Regions from separate parts of the Anas platyrhynchos genome. Here regions 1 and 2 are each linked to region 3. A link is a contact called in public Hi-C data. All regions are on one chromosome and are shown on one strand. The core of a region is the stretch at or near the end of the contact, and the rest is flanking DNA. Distances in the headings are between cores, read along the strand shown. Region 1 holds the start of SHISA2 (shisa family member 2). Region 2 overlaps ATP8A2 (ATPase phospholipid transporting 8A2). Region 3 overlaps ATP8A2 (ATPase phospholipid transporting 8A2).

What was found. A called contact is a pair of places that touch in the nucleus more often than the background predicts.
Region 1: a contact with region 3 is called in a Hi-C map of subcutaneous adipose tissue, with 1.6 times the contacts expected there. The contact joins the promoter of SHISA2 here to the enhancer-like site in region 3. A contact is called at or near these places in 3 of 8 Hi-C or Micro-C datasets (liver, skeletal muscle and subcutaneous adipose tissue).
Region 2: a contact with region 3 is called in a Hi-C map of liver, with 2.6 times the contacts expected there. The contact joins two enhancer-like sites. A contact is called at or near these places in 2 of 8 Hi-C or Micro-C datasets (liver and skeletal muscle).

Annotation. Positions count from the first base shown.
Region 1 is chr1:186,577,296-186,582,134 of IASCAAS_PekinDuck_T2T, forward strand. It overlaps SHISA2 (shisa family member 2), which reads right to left and starts at 3,012. Exons shown (of 2, transcript XM_027469442.3): 1 at 2,426-3,012; 2 at 1-646. The coding sequence starts at 2,894. The coding sequence ends at 93.
Region 2 is chr1:186,530,348-186,534,700 of IASCAAS_PekinDuck_T2T, forward strand. It overlaps ATP8A2 (ATPase phospholipid transporting 8A2), which reads left to right. Exons shown (of 37, transcript XM_038175041.2): 34 at 3,990-4,078. Among named protein-coding and RNA genes, the nearest start is that of SHISA2, 48 kb to the right of the region's middle. Within about 2 kb of position 1,989, at least 1 of the 8 cell types and tissues checked has an H3K27ac peak or open chromatin away from gene starts, as enhancers often do.
Region 3 is chr1:186,378,251-186,383,070 of IASCAAS_PekinDuck_T2T, forward strand. The region is part of intron 25 of ATP8A2 (ATPase phospholipid transporting 8A2); the gene reads left to right. Among named protein-coding and RNA genes, the nearest start is that of ATP8A2, 130 kb to the left of the region's middle. Within about 2 kb of position 3,106, at least 1 of the 8 cell types and tissues checked has an H3K27ac peak or open chromatin away from gene starts, as enhancers often do.

The DNA of each region.
Region 1 (4,839 bases), core at 1,762-4,261, 200 kb after region 3:
GGAGCTACGTTCCAAGGAAGTATTTCTCCTCTGCTCGGCTGGGATATGAAAAACCTGTTGGGCTGGGAGGGGGAGGCAGCTACACGGCGGCGCTACACGGTCACGGCCGGGTACATCTTCTGCTCGCCGCCAGCGTGCGGGAACGGGGACTGGATCTGCCTGTAGCCACCCTGCAAACCGTCCAGGAAGGGGGCCACGGGGGCGAGCGGCACCGAGTCGTGCTGGACGGCGTAGCCCACGTAGGGCGGGTGCAGGTACTGCCCCTGGTGCGGCACGATCTGGGTGGCCTGCTGGCAGTTGAGCACCGAGAAGTTGGTCGGCATGTTGACGTAGACGTTGTTCATGGTCCCCTCGGGCAAGCAGCAGTTGGTCTGCGACCTGGTCGGGGGGGCTCTGGCCCCCGAGTTGGCGCTGGAGCTGGAGCTGGCGGCGGTGCTGGACTGCCGGGAGGAGGAGCCGCGGGAGGTGCTGGCGCTGGGGATCATAGGGATGGTCTCCATCAGGCGGGTGCCCCCGGGCGCACGGCTCTGCTGGGGCTCCTGCTTGGGACGCAGGCACCGGCAGCAGCACGCTGCCACCAGCGAGCCCAGGATGATGAAGGCGACGAAGACGGAGCCCACGATGAGGAACGGCACGTAGATGGGCACTGCAACGGCAAGGAGAAGGTGGGTGCTGGGAGCACGGGCAAGCTGCAGGAGGTCCCCTCCGCCCCCTTTCCCAGCACCAAAACCAGCTCAGCTCTGTGCACTGGGCGATGAAAGCTCAGCGTTCAGCTGCACGCTTACACAGGGCAGCTAAAACCAAGGGCTGGAGCTGCCAAAGCATCTTAGACGTTACTATCAGGGAGCTAAACCCCACAGCTCACACCTCCCTGGAAGAAGGCTTACTTCCACTTTTGTTGGTCTGGTCTATACTGACCGCTGCTCTGCATCTCACCGGACTTTGTCTCCAACTAGAAAAATTAATCAAGAGAGTGCCCAGTTTGAGCAGTGCCATAGCAAAATGCTTTGGGACCAGGACTCCTGCTTGGGATCACAGGATGGTCAGACCTCACATCGCATCCCTCCACATCGCCAGCCCTCTCTGTCTGCTGTCACCCCTCAGGGCAGCCCCATGGATGACTGTTTGGCTGCTCCATGCTCCAGCCCTGGGGCTGGGGAGAAACCAGAGGGTGGTTGGGCTTTGCTACCTGCAGAGGGGCAGCATCCCTCCTCGCGAGGCTGTTAGAGGGGACAAGGGGGCAGCAGGGGCGAGGGGTGGGAGCAGGCAGATGGTGCACACAGTCCCCTGCTCCCAAGTAAGAAGGTGTTCCCTATGCCACGGTGACAAATCTTTACAGACATATCCAGGAGTGATGAGGGGATGGGATCTCCCTTCAGTGCTTTCAAATGCTCCAGATGAGCCTGGGCTTCATCACAGCCATCAAAACCCATGAGCATGGGGACACAGACAGGGCTGCAGAGCCCTGTGCAGCTCCTCCCGACCCACTCTAAGGAAGCCACCACTAATGGTGGGCACCAGACACGGTGCCAAGGCATGGGGCCACCCCTCACCACACGAAATGATATCGTGCAAGAGCTGCGATGGGGGCAACGGGCCCGCTGAAGTCAGAGCAGCTCCTCGCACAGCTGAACACACGCAGTGGGCTATGGGCCAAAAGGCCACATTCTTCCCTCCTCTCTTCTGTAATTTTAACACTCCCTACACAAAGGCCTCGCGAAGGATCGTGTCTCCTTCTGCACCCCGTGAGACAGCGGCTCTTCGGCAGGTGCATACACTTGCTGCAGACTGCAGCGCACAAGTTTTCCGAGAGTAAATCTGCCCTAATTATAACATCACTTCAGGCTACTTCTAGCGTGCTCACCATGTGTGGATGGCAGCAAATGTGCTGGAAAGCCACCGAGGCTTTTTTTTTTTTTTGAAACAGCACTAGAAAGACTCGAGTTTACCCTTGAAACTCAATCTCATGAAGGAGCCGTCTGAACTGGTGGCACCCAAGCTCGGCGAGCGCACACAATTAGAGCGGGGACCGGCCGCGAGTCACTCAGAAATGTCATGTCACTTTTTTTTTTTTTTTTAAATCTACGTACGGGCTGTTTGGTGTTTTTTTTTTTTTTCTCTTCGCTGTTTAATTGGGAGCACAGTGGGGAGGGAGCGATGAAGCAGCGATGCGCACACCCCCGGCAGCTCGCTGCGCCCCAGGCCGCTGGCGAGCGGCGTCCCCTGCTCCGGGGCACGGCGGGGCCGGGTCCCTGCAGCCGCAGCAGCGCGGAGGGGGCGCACAGCCCGGCTGCCTCTCCCACCTCAACCCTCCGCAGCACCACCCCCGCCCCCCTATTCCCACTCGGGGCAGACCCCAAACCACGCGGAGCCGCCGATCCCCGGCACGGGGACCCCCCCATCTCCTCGGGGGGCTCCTCCTCACCTGCCGCCCCGTCGGGGCCATCCTTGCCGGGCCGCCCGGGCTCGGCGGCTCCGTGCCTGCGGTCGTTGTCGCAGGCTCCTTGATCCAGCCTGGCCTCGGCGCTGGAGCAGCAGTAGCGGAGGGCGCAGCTGCCGCAGCAGATGGTGGCGTCGCCTCCGTCGAAGCGCTCGGGGCACTGGAAGCCGTCCCTCCAGCCGCCCTGGCCGTCCAGCCAGCCGTGGCAGTACTCCCCGCTGCCCGCCGCCCCCGCCGGCAGCAGCCAGCCCAGCGCCGCCAGCAGCAGCGGGCAGCAGCAGCCCCCGCCCCGCATGGCGCACACCGAGGGGGCGGCCGCTCGCCGGCCCCCCGAGCCTGGGTGGTGCTGCTGCTGCTGGTGCTGGTGGTACTGGTGGTACTGGTGGTGCTGCTGGTGCTGCTGGTGGCGGCGGCGGCGCCGCCCGGCCCCCGGCCGCGGCTCCCGGCGCCGCATCCCCGGGACGGCCGGGGCGGGGGGGGGCGGCAGCGCTACCCCGTCCCCGCCGCCCCCATGGCTCCGCTCCGCCGCTGCGCGCCCCGTCCGGGCTGGGCGGGGGTCCCGCGCCCCTCCCTTATATCGCCGCCCGCAGCCGCCCCCCCCCCCCCCTCACATCCCACACCCCGCCCATGCGCCCGCCCCCGGCCCCCGCCCCGACGGCGCGGCCCCGGCCCCCTCACACCCCCCCCAGCCCCGGGATGGACCCCCGGGACCACCCCACACACACCATAGGGTCCTGAAGGAGGCGACCCCCCGAGGGGCTGGGGGTATGGGGGGGTCTTCTCCTCAAGAGGTGGGTCTGGTGCCCGCCCCCGCCCCGCCCACGAGACGGGAGAACAAGTGGAAAGTAGGTTTTTATTATAATTATTATTAATATTTTTTAATGAAAAGGCTGAAAATGGGGGGGCTCCCCGGACTGAGCCCGCTTGGGAAATCTGTTTGTAAGGTTCGGCTCCTTTTCCAGCTGCAGCTTTGGCAGAGGTGGGGGCATGCCCCTGCCCAGGGCAGCCGCCCCTCAGCCCCTTGCTGCTTTCAGCGAGCCCCTCACCCAGCTGCAGCCCCCGGCCCGAGCCCCCTGATGCAAGGAGGGCACACAGAGGCAGCTCTCCCCCCTCCACCATAGCCCCAAGGGGGGCAGAAGCCCAGGGGTGCTGGCCTTGGATATAGGAGCTGGTTATTGACATGGTGCGGGTGCAACAGGTTGGGCAGTGCTAATGAACGTGGTGAAGTGGGCATGGAGCTGAAGGACAAAGTCTGAGATGCTCCATGTCAACATCTGACGGTCCTGAGCGATCCTGAGCCTTCAGCTTCAGAGGTATTGGGGCGAGGAGCACCAGGTTTTGGGTACAAACGTCAGCCAGCTCCAGCCATCAGCCCCGGTCCTGGAGCGCTGTGTGGGAAGGCGGCTGCCTGCAGACAGAGGTGGGAGCCAGGGGGTCTGCCCGAAACCTCTGCCAGGCTCTTAATGCAGAGATCAGCCAGCAGCATCACTTCCCTTAAACCTGGGTCAAACTGATGCTTTCGTAATAAGAAAAACAGCTTTCTGGTTATACGCGGCACGCAAACTACTTCCCCAGCCCTTATGAGTTGCTTCCACTGATACTCGGTAAGGTCAGCCCTTTAAATAGCAACAGCAGAGGATCAGACATCGCTCTCCTTTTTACCTCACTGTCTCACCCATACGCATTCCCAGCAACGAGCCTCGATCACAACAAAATACCGGCACCAGATCCCTTGCAGAGGTTACCCACAAAAGCTATTTCATATATTGCAGCTCAGAGTGCGTCTCGACTTGTCTCTGTGAACCCAGAGATAATTATCCTTTTGTGAAACTTAAAACATGTGGCACTTGGGGAGGTGCTTCAGAATGCATTTAGCAATGGACTAATTAGCAAAGATTTTTTTTCCAGCTGCATTTTGAAGTCAGTTGGGTAACATCTGTATGATTTATTCAAGTATGAAGCTCTTCCACACACACAAAAAAGTGAAAATACATAAGTACAGCAACAGCCATTTCTGCTCTGCTACTTTTCCACTCAGTTTTCTGTGTCTAGCAAGTTCACATTAACTCAATCTACTACAAAATAAGCCAAATGCTTCACTAGAGCCCCACATCCCACAGGCACTGAATTCAGCGGCTCCCATCAAAGTGAGCATCTCTCAGCTTTCAGATGGAATCGAAACATCACAGGTACATTAGAGTGGGCAAAGATCTCAAAAGCCTGGAGATAATGCTGATCCCTCAGTCCGTTAAGTCTCTGTTACCTGCTCCAACTTTATTTTGCTCTGAAACTCTCCCAGATTTTACTACCACCAGTCACAGCTTCCCGAGGCCTTCGGCTCACCACAAATTTTCTTACCAAATACAGGAGAGCAAACACCAAGTTTTATTTTTCTATTG
Region 2 (4,353 bases), core at 739-3,238, 150 kb after region 3:
CAAAGGCTGTGCCATCGCCCTCGTTTGATTGGTGAGGACCGAAGTGATCTGACTGTCACCATGCAGGTGACAGCAGACTGGATTTGGATCCCCGGTGGGATGCTGGCACTTGAATGAATGTGAAACCAAAGTCGAGTGGCTTATTGGATCCTTATCCATGCCATGTGGAGACGGTTAAGAACAGGATCCAGGCACACTTTCAGTAATAATTTTTGTGGCACTGTAAATACAAAGCCAGCTGTTTTCACAGTGAACTTATGTTTTTGCTGTCTGTTTTAATCAGAACTAGGATGCATGGGCATACGAGGAAATGAAGCAATAAAAAGCTTTTATTATTCGTAATGTGAAATGAAATTTTAACTCACTTTTCTTGAGCAACCGAAGGTGGATGAGATCCTCGTTTGGTTTGTCTGAACCTTCTGCTGGTCCCCAGTTGTTGCCCGGCCGTGCTGTGAGTACCAAAGCAGTCTGAACGCCTTCCCACACCTGAGCTCTTCCTGGTGTCGCTCTCCTGGCTGGGAGGAATTGTCGAAATTGGTGGCACCACCTATTGGCAGAGAAGTAAAAGTATGAATAATGCTTGGAGAAAATAGAATGAAATGTATTCCACATTGCAACGTAAGGTTTGTTTTGAACAACCTGTTTGCTTATTTGGTATCCTTATGTAGTCCTTGGTTAAAAAACCAACCACTCAGTCTGTGCTTTCTGAAATAATAGTGGTATAGAGGAAATCTTCCTAGTTGTTCTTACCAGCTAGTGCTATCACTTTTATTGTTGTTGGATTTAAAGATTTAAAAAGGTACCCATCCTTAAAAAGCAAGTTTACAACTGGTTAGAGGCATTATTTGCTAAACGATTTGCTCATCAGCCGAAATAACCACAGATAAACTTTTTCTTTCTTTTCTCATTCCCATTCTTTCATTTTCTCAAGTGTTACCATCCTCTAAAATGAGATGTTTTACCACGGAAGCCTCGGCAGTGCTTGGCAGCAGCTTAAGCTTCAGGGTCTCCAGCAGGAGACAGGCATTGGTATGGAGCGTTGGGGGGGTGCCGTGTGATAAATGGCTTCTGGTAGTTGCCTTCAGATGTGCTAGGCACTGATGTTTACACCAGCAGACAGGCTAAAAATGACTTGGTTGCCTATCGTGGGGCCTGTGTAATGACAGAAGCGGTCAAATTCTGATTGTGTTTAAAAAACAAACTTCGCCATGACCTTCCTGTTCGCAGGGGAACACGAGAAGGGCTGTGAAGGCTTTGGTGCGATCTGTAGGTGTCCTGACCATCGCTTCTCTTCATAGCCTGATTGGGGAACATCCCAAAAACGCTGGCTATGGATGTGCCCACCCCACGTTAGGTGGCTTCCAGGGGATCCTCCTGCTGGGCGAGGGGATGGCGTAACCCTGCCGGAGGGGAGGCAGAGCTCAGCTCTGTGCCTGCAAGGCGAACCAGTTCGCTGCCAGGCAGCTTAGCAGACATATAACTGCAGGAGGAAACTAGAAACGAGCAGGGAAGGAGCCTTCCAGATGAGCTCAGGAACGGAGCAAAACTTGGAGCAGGTTGTGTGGAAAAAGGCTTGCCGGTAGCACCGTGAGTGGCTGCAGAGGGTGAGCTGAGATGAATGCGTTCACTGTTGTGGTGCCGTTTGCTGACAGGCTAGCGCTGAAGTAAAATGCGTAGCTGCAGGCAAGAAGTATTTGGCCTGAGCTTCTTCAGGGCAGAGAGCTGAACGTGTGAAATAGCCAAGCCCGTAGCTATTGGCTGAGTTGACAACATTATAATAAAAAAAAAAAAGCATTTAATCTTCTACCGAACACATACTTGGATTGTTCTGCGCATTAGAAGTGCCTTGAGCTTCCTTCAGCTAGGAAAGCGAAAAGGAGAATGCAAAATATTTTTGCTTCTAGTACCAGAAAATGCATATAGGGTACGATGGGCCTGTTTTAGCCTTCATTAGCACAAGCAGTGGAAGGATGGGCAGTGGGAATGCTGATGAGATTAAACTGCTGGCGCTTTCAGGGTCACAGCCAAGGAAAAGCAAAGCAGCAGTATAAATCTCATCGTACTTTGCCACTGTGTTATTGCAGTTCAGTCCTTTGGCTAACAATGAAGTTAAGATTCCCCCCTAATTCCTGCCCATCCTTTCCTTTAAAGAAGCATGTATCAAAACTGACTGCGTGCTTCTGGCATCCTCCTGTGAAAGTAGGCGTGAGGGATCCCAAATAACTGCGAGCTGGTTCTCAGACTGGAATTTGTTTGCTTACTGTCCATGTGGGTGGTAAAATGTCCATAAATGTTTTAGCACAGTCTCGTTTGCTCTCGGTTTCGCTACAAGATTTACCACTGCTCTGTCAGTCCAGCAGCAGCGTGGAGGGTTGCACATTCAGAAGTGGAAAATGTTTTGGGGAGTAGTCAGTACTTAGCCATCAAAGGGCAAGTTGCTGCTAGCTGAATGTGACTGGACCGAGAGGTGGACAACTCCAAACAGGGAACAACACGGGGAGAAGATGTTGGGTGCTGCGGGTGACATCTGGCAATGCAGTGTGACTGCTGTCCTCGGTTCTCAAGCTCCGCTGTATGGTGGTGGGTCCTTCTCTTGAGATCAACCCCCTTTGTCTTAACAAAGCGTCTTAATTACACATTTTGTCTTCACAGCACATTTCGAAGGCTTGGAGGCATTTTGTTCAGTTTCCCGTTCTGTCATTCAGCCTTGTGTTTGTCTGTAAAAGTCCCTGATGCTCCCACTGTGCGGGCTGCTCTTCTGTTGGGTGCTGCAAATACAGCACAGCTAAACCTGCACTTCACCACTGAGTCAGCTGCTTTGTCTCTGTGTCCATGGGTGTGTGCCTCCGGGCCTTTGGCTACATCACACACAAACATTTTTGGTACTCATGCGCCTTGTGTGTGGCATACAGGCTACTGAGAAGTCAAGGTTTTGGGGAAGGGATGTGGCAGTATCCACCGGCAAGAGAGCAGAGTGTGGCCAGCCACTGGGAATGCTGTTGACATCTTTCAGCCCATTTTTTAGTTGTGTGCTGCACATGGTTTATAGAAATATATTACTTCTGGTGTAGTAGAAAACTTAAATGATTCTTATGGGATATGTGTGTGCGCACATGCTCATGCAAGAGGTGGTGAGGTTGTTTCCAGTCTTCTGTGTAGCAAACCGACTCTTACCATTAATTTGGCTTTAAAAGGTCTGAAGAGACCTCTAAATAAATGACCTAAAATAGCATTTCTGTAAATAGTGCCATGTCTCAGCTTTGTTCCGCAGCTGTATCTGTGTGCTGGGACCTGCAGGGTTTCTGCATGTCTTCCTTCTCAAATCCTACCAAGGTTTTTCTTCAAGCATTACAACAATGAATGAAATGCAAATATAAACTTTGAGCTCTTTGTAAGAAGCCGTTTGCAAGGACAAGAGTGAATCTTTCCCACCCTGGGTCTCGGCAGTAATTTGAGCAGGAAGTCCTGTGTTTAAGTGCAGTGGGACTGAAACATTTTAATGAGACATCCATTTCTTTTCCATGTCAGTTTGATGCTGCTCAGAGGTCTGGAGCAGCGGGGTAGAAAGAGAACAAGCAAAGGGCAGAAAAGGTAGCCAAAAAATGCAAGCTAAACATTTATGGTGCAATTCTCCATGAGTGAAACTATGTCTGCCTGGATCCACAAGTTGATATCAGTGAAGGATATGGTCGAAACATAACATGAAACATGATATAAATAACCTAACGTTAACATAACATAAATTCTAGGGAATATGGGATCATAAGGAATGATCCTAGTGAGAAATTCTGTTGTTGTTTCTCAGTCAGAGGCCTAATTTATATTAAGAGTTGATGAGACTTTCCCCTTCTGTCTTGCCCCCACAGATTTCAACGTCATCCAGATCACGGATGCAGTGCCTGATGCCAGCAGTCCACCTTTTACATGAAAACAATTAGTTAGTGTGTGATGGCTTGAAAATGCTCACAATTTGTTTGCTTTCTTCATAGGCTGGAATGGTGCTGAGATGTGGATACTTCTGGTTCGGCTTGTTTCTCGTGCCCACTGCGTGCCTTCTTAAAGATGTGGCATGGACAGCGTAAGTCCCGAACCAGTCTTCTCCGTGTTGTGGCAATTATTCTGCATGCACATGTTGTCCAGTTCAGTCTCTGTCATTCTGTAAAGAACTGTGAAGCCTTCTAGTGAATACAAAATGGTGATACTCATTTGGAAGACTTCTGAGCAAAGTTAAGTGGGAGCCTTTTCTTGATGGCCAATTCAATGAGTGATGTGAGGGAACAAGTCCTGAATCTGAAGGAGGCAGCTTTCCTTTAGTAATTAAGATTTCTATCTAGATTATATGTATTGCTTACT
Region 3 (4,820 bases), core at 1,856-4,355:
TGCTGCTTGTGCACAGCAGTGCTCCAGTCATCCTTCAACAAAGAAAAATCCCTTTTCTTGCCAGTAATTTTTGTGAATGCTTTTAAGAAAAGGCAGGGTAAGAAATGGGAATAATGCTTCCTGGACTTAAAATGATATTATCAAAAGCTTCAGAAGATCTTATTTTCTGCTATACTTCTGCTCCCATTCAGCTTAAGAGAAGTCACTGTTCTGAGCAACATGGTTAAAATGGTAACGGCTAGGTGGTTTTCTGCTGGGGTCCGTGTTCATCTGTAGGCTTTCCTTCTGTTTTCTCTTAAATTCCCAGGTTTAGGTAGCTCCACTCTATTCTGGGGAAACTGCTTTTATTCCTCCTGGTGTCTGTGTTGCCTTTATTTTTCTTCTGCTCTCATTAGTTTCATCTGTAATATCTAGAGTAGATGATGGTGATAGGCACTGAAAATGGTTGTCTTTGGTCTTGCTCCTTCACACCCCCCTTCTCTTACTGTTCTTCATGTCGTGGTGCACGTTTAGACTTCAAATTGTTCCATCTCGCAGGTCTTCTGTGAAGTCTGACTTTATAAAATATGCTGTCTTTGTGCATTTCTATTATTGTTTTATTTATGTCCTGCACATACCTTTTGTATACAACACACAGCAGCTCAGGTTCCTACTGGCAGCTCTTTGATCAGAGCTCCTAAACCTGTGGAGGGGGTTACTCGCTGTTATTTGCCAAAGTGTGATCTTGAAACAGCTGCTGTGTGTGGGTCCTAGTAAGGAGGAACAAGAAAACCATGAAACAAAAAAAACCTGTGGCAAGTAAGTGCTTGTCTTAATTTTGAGACCCTAATGCTAATGACCAGATGCAGGTGGGTGCAGGCATGTGATTGAGGACTCAAATGACTATCAGATTGCTGCAAAAGAGCATCTTGTTCTTCAGAAATATAAGATAAGCATTTGGAGGCTGTGAACTGATCATCCTGAGCAGAGGAGCAGGATTTGACAGCCTCTGTGCAGGACAGAAGGTCAAAAACTCAGCCTACTCAAAAGGCAGAGGCTTATTTGTTCATGTAGTATATTCAGCATCAGAGTCAGGGCCAAGTTTTTCCAAACTTTCTTCTCCAATACTTCTCGTCCTGCAAGTGGGGTACTCGTACGTTCCTCAGTGCTTGGTTATGTGAACAGATCACACAAATCCATCTAGAATTGTATGATGGGTCTTGTAAGAACTGGGGGTCAGTGATTTCATCCAGGAGATGGAAGAACTCTGCTGCTTTAATGTTGTGAGGGTGGCCAAGGCTGAACTGTGCTGGCAGAGGTCAGTGCCCAAAGATGGGATAAGTGCATGTCTGGGCTCTGAGGGATACTTGTGGGGTTTTTGTGTAATGTTCTCTTGCCTCTCATCCCCCAACAGATAGCCTAAATAGTGCCAATAGTAGCAACCTGTTCTGTTCAATTCACAAAGTCATTAGAATTGGTGTGGGCTTGTTTTGAGACGAGATTTGGCTGTTTCATTTTCAGAAATAGAAAGCAGCTGCGCTATTGGATTTCCTGCCATTCAGATCAGCTCTTCGTAGACTGCTGAATATTGCTTGGTGTGGTGGGAGCCAGAACTTGGCTAATTTACACCCATGGAGCAGGGGACTGCCTCCATAGCAAAAAGCAAAAATACATTTCTCCAGCTGCTTAATTTCTTCTTGTGATTGGTACTCTTCAGGATGCTCTGTTACGTTTGTTTTTTGCAGTTGCATTACCGCTGGTTAAGAAGTTGCATCTCTGAAGGAAAAAACATCAGGCAGTGCTTGTGAGCAGTTCCATTCGAGGTATCCGACCCCATTGCTGTCAGCTCCTGGTGCTTCTGCCAATGTACAGGTGCTGGGTGGCTAATTTTGGTTTTTCATACAAGTGGTTTTAGCAGTCTGAGGAGAAACGCTTGCAAGCTTTCCCCCTTTTTCTCACGTGCTGTTTCTTTTGATAACCAATGTGTGTGGGCTGGAAATAGAAGCTGTTCAGGGATATTTTGTTAGGGTAGTTTTTTAATGGCAAAATAGAACTGAGTTTTATTCTGCCCAAGTGTAAGAATCTAATGAATGTTTTTATTTTAATTGCTGTGCTTAGGAGTTCATAGCATATTCTCCCATGAAGAAAGGCTGAGAGCTGGGGCTGTTCAGGCTAAGGAAAAGAAGGCTCTGGGGTGACCTTATTGCAACTTCTCAATACTTAAAGGGGGCTTATAAAAAAGACGGAGAGTGACTCTTTGCTCAGTCAGATAATGACAAGACAAGAGGGAATGGCTTTAAACTAAAAGAGAAAATTTAGATTAGTTATAAAGAAATTCTTCCCTCTGAGGGTGGTGAGGCCCTGGCACAGGCTGCCCAGAGAAGCTGTGGATGCCCCATCCCTGGAGGTGCTCAAGGCCAGGCTGGATGGGGCTCTGGGCAACCTGGTGCGGCAGGTCATATCCCTACACATGGCAGGGGGTTGGAATTAGATGGTTTTGGAGGTCCCTTCCAACCTAAGTCATTCTGTGATATTCAAGAGATTTGTTTTGGTCTGGGTAGTTGAGTGAGTGAAGTAAATAGTGATTTAAGATCAAAAACTGGCTCTGTAGCCCATTTCTTGCTTGTTCACAGCAACAGAGGTGTTCTGGGAGACTGCCCTACAACACGCCATCAGCTACAATCCCACTTAGGCATTTTTATTCTCTTTTTTTTTTTTTTCTTTTGCATTATGATAGGTCACAGGTACGGTAAAGTAATTTCAGACTACTGAATGGCTCTTCTGAAAACTACTTGCTGGTTTTGTGAAAAATTCAGTTCCTCGTTGGCAGTTCACAGAACCTTGGGTTTTTTCTTCTCCTTGAGACAAAGCGACTTACTCAGATTTTGAACTTCACTTGTTAGTTGAAAATCAACGTGTTGAAAGGCCAAATCACCTCTCTGCCTTCATCTGCATGGTTTCTAGTGTTAAATCTGTTGTTTTGGGGAAGCAAGTGACTACTTAATGTTGTGGGTTTTGGTGAGCCGTTCCCTGACAGGAGGGGACTGAGGGCGGCCTGACCTTCACTGAGGGCTGCGTGTGCTCTGTGGGCACCACTGCCTGCTGGCACTTATTAGGTGTTTCCCTGGGTTGTTAAAGGACTTACATGCAGGATTTCCTCATGGGATTGGGAAGTGTAAGCTCCTGCTGTCAGAGCTGATAGCCTACGGGTAAGCAGAGTGGGCAGCAGGGGTAGAGGACACTGCTGTCAGTGCTCAGGAGCCCTTTACATGACAGCTGTACCCTCCCTAAATCAGCACTGTGCCTGATTTCAATTTAAAATAGAAAATTACTTACCTGCTTAAGTAATTACTCACTTTTTATAAACACGCTGTGTGTAATCATTAGTATATTTCATTTGTTTTGCTCATCCAAAAGACAAATCTTTTAGGTGATGTAGACAAAACGTGCCCAGTACCTGTGGTGTGGTTAGGGGGGTCCCTGCCCATCTCAGCGGTGTGAAGACCTGGGGAGCAATTTAAAGGGAAACCTAGCACCCTGCCATTCCCTCCTACCCCTCAACCAGCATCTCCAAATCTTCAGTTCAAGACAGAAATACGATGTATTCTTCTAATTAAACAAATGAATGTGAAATAACCACGTTCAGAATAGATGGAGTCTGCCTTAATGACAAAAGTAAGGGAAATCAAGAGCTAAAGTTAAAACTTTGCCCACAATGTAACTCGTACCCTACTACTTGGTGCAAAGTTTTGGAGATCCTTACAACACCCAGGAAAAGGATTGACTAAAGGACGCAGCCGTAGCATTAATTTCGCTGTTTTCATTTCCTTATTTTGTTTCCAAATAGGATTTCTTGGTGGGGGAGGGATCATATAAATGTTTGAGTCCAGAGAACAGATGGCAACAGATTCCTGAGAGCCTTTGTGGTTTATTATATGTATAAGCATTTAGGGACCTTTTAAAAACATGTATCCTGGACCCAACACCGTATCCTTTGTCCTGAGAGCTCAGTATTAATGTTTTGATACAGTTGGGATCCATTACAGTGTATAAAAAGCTCCGCTGACTTGGAGCTCTGTTTTAGCGTGTATTTTTGTGCACTGGCTGATGCGTGTTATCAAAGGCAGGCTCCTGGGTGTGCTGGAAGGAGAAGCAGCATTCCAGGAGCTCTGACTTCCACAGGCATCTCTGGGGGGAAGCCAGTGCTTTGTCTTGACATGACCAATCCTTTAAAGGAGAGGGAGGCTGTAAGGTTCCCCACACATTACAAGGGGTGAGACTTGCTGCTCTTTCAGGGGTTGCCAGCTTGGAAGAGGCATATTTTCAAGGGTGCAAAGCACAGCAGTGTTTTCTGTACCCTGATGCACAAAGGATGGATGAAGGTGCTACGTGAAAGCTGGGAAGCAGTTGGGCATTTCCCCTTGGCCCTGGGGATCCCAGGGTGTGATGGAGGCTGATCTGCTAATTCAGCATGTGCTCTGCAGCAGTGTGGGTTTTCCTGGGCTTTTTTTTAATGTGGAGAGGGTTGCAGAGAGCCTGGAGAGCTTCGCTGAAAAATATAATTTATGTGAGTCACAGCAGGGAGCTCTGAGAGTACAGAATGCAAGGGGGAAAAGGATGGTCCTTCAGCTTACCTGGGAGATTTGTTTTGCTAAGTTTTTGTGCTGTTTCAAATTGATTAGATTAATACGTGATACTGTTTTCTCTCCTCCCCTCATCAGACTTTGTGTGTGGTTTCGTGCTTAAGAAACAAGGGCACTTCTATTATGGGATTCTGGGATGGGTCCTGTAACCTTGTGCTGACGCTTATATTGTGCAGCCTCTACACAAGCACTTGACTA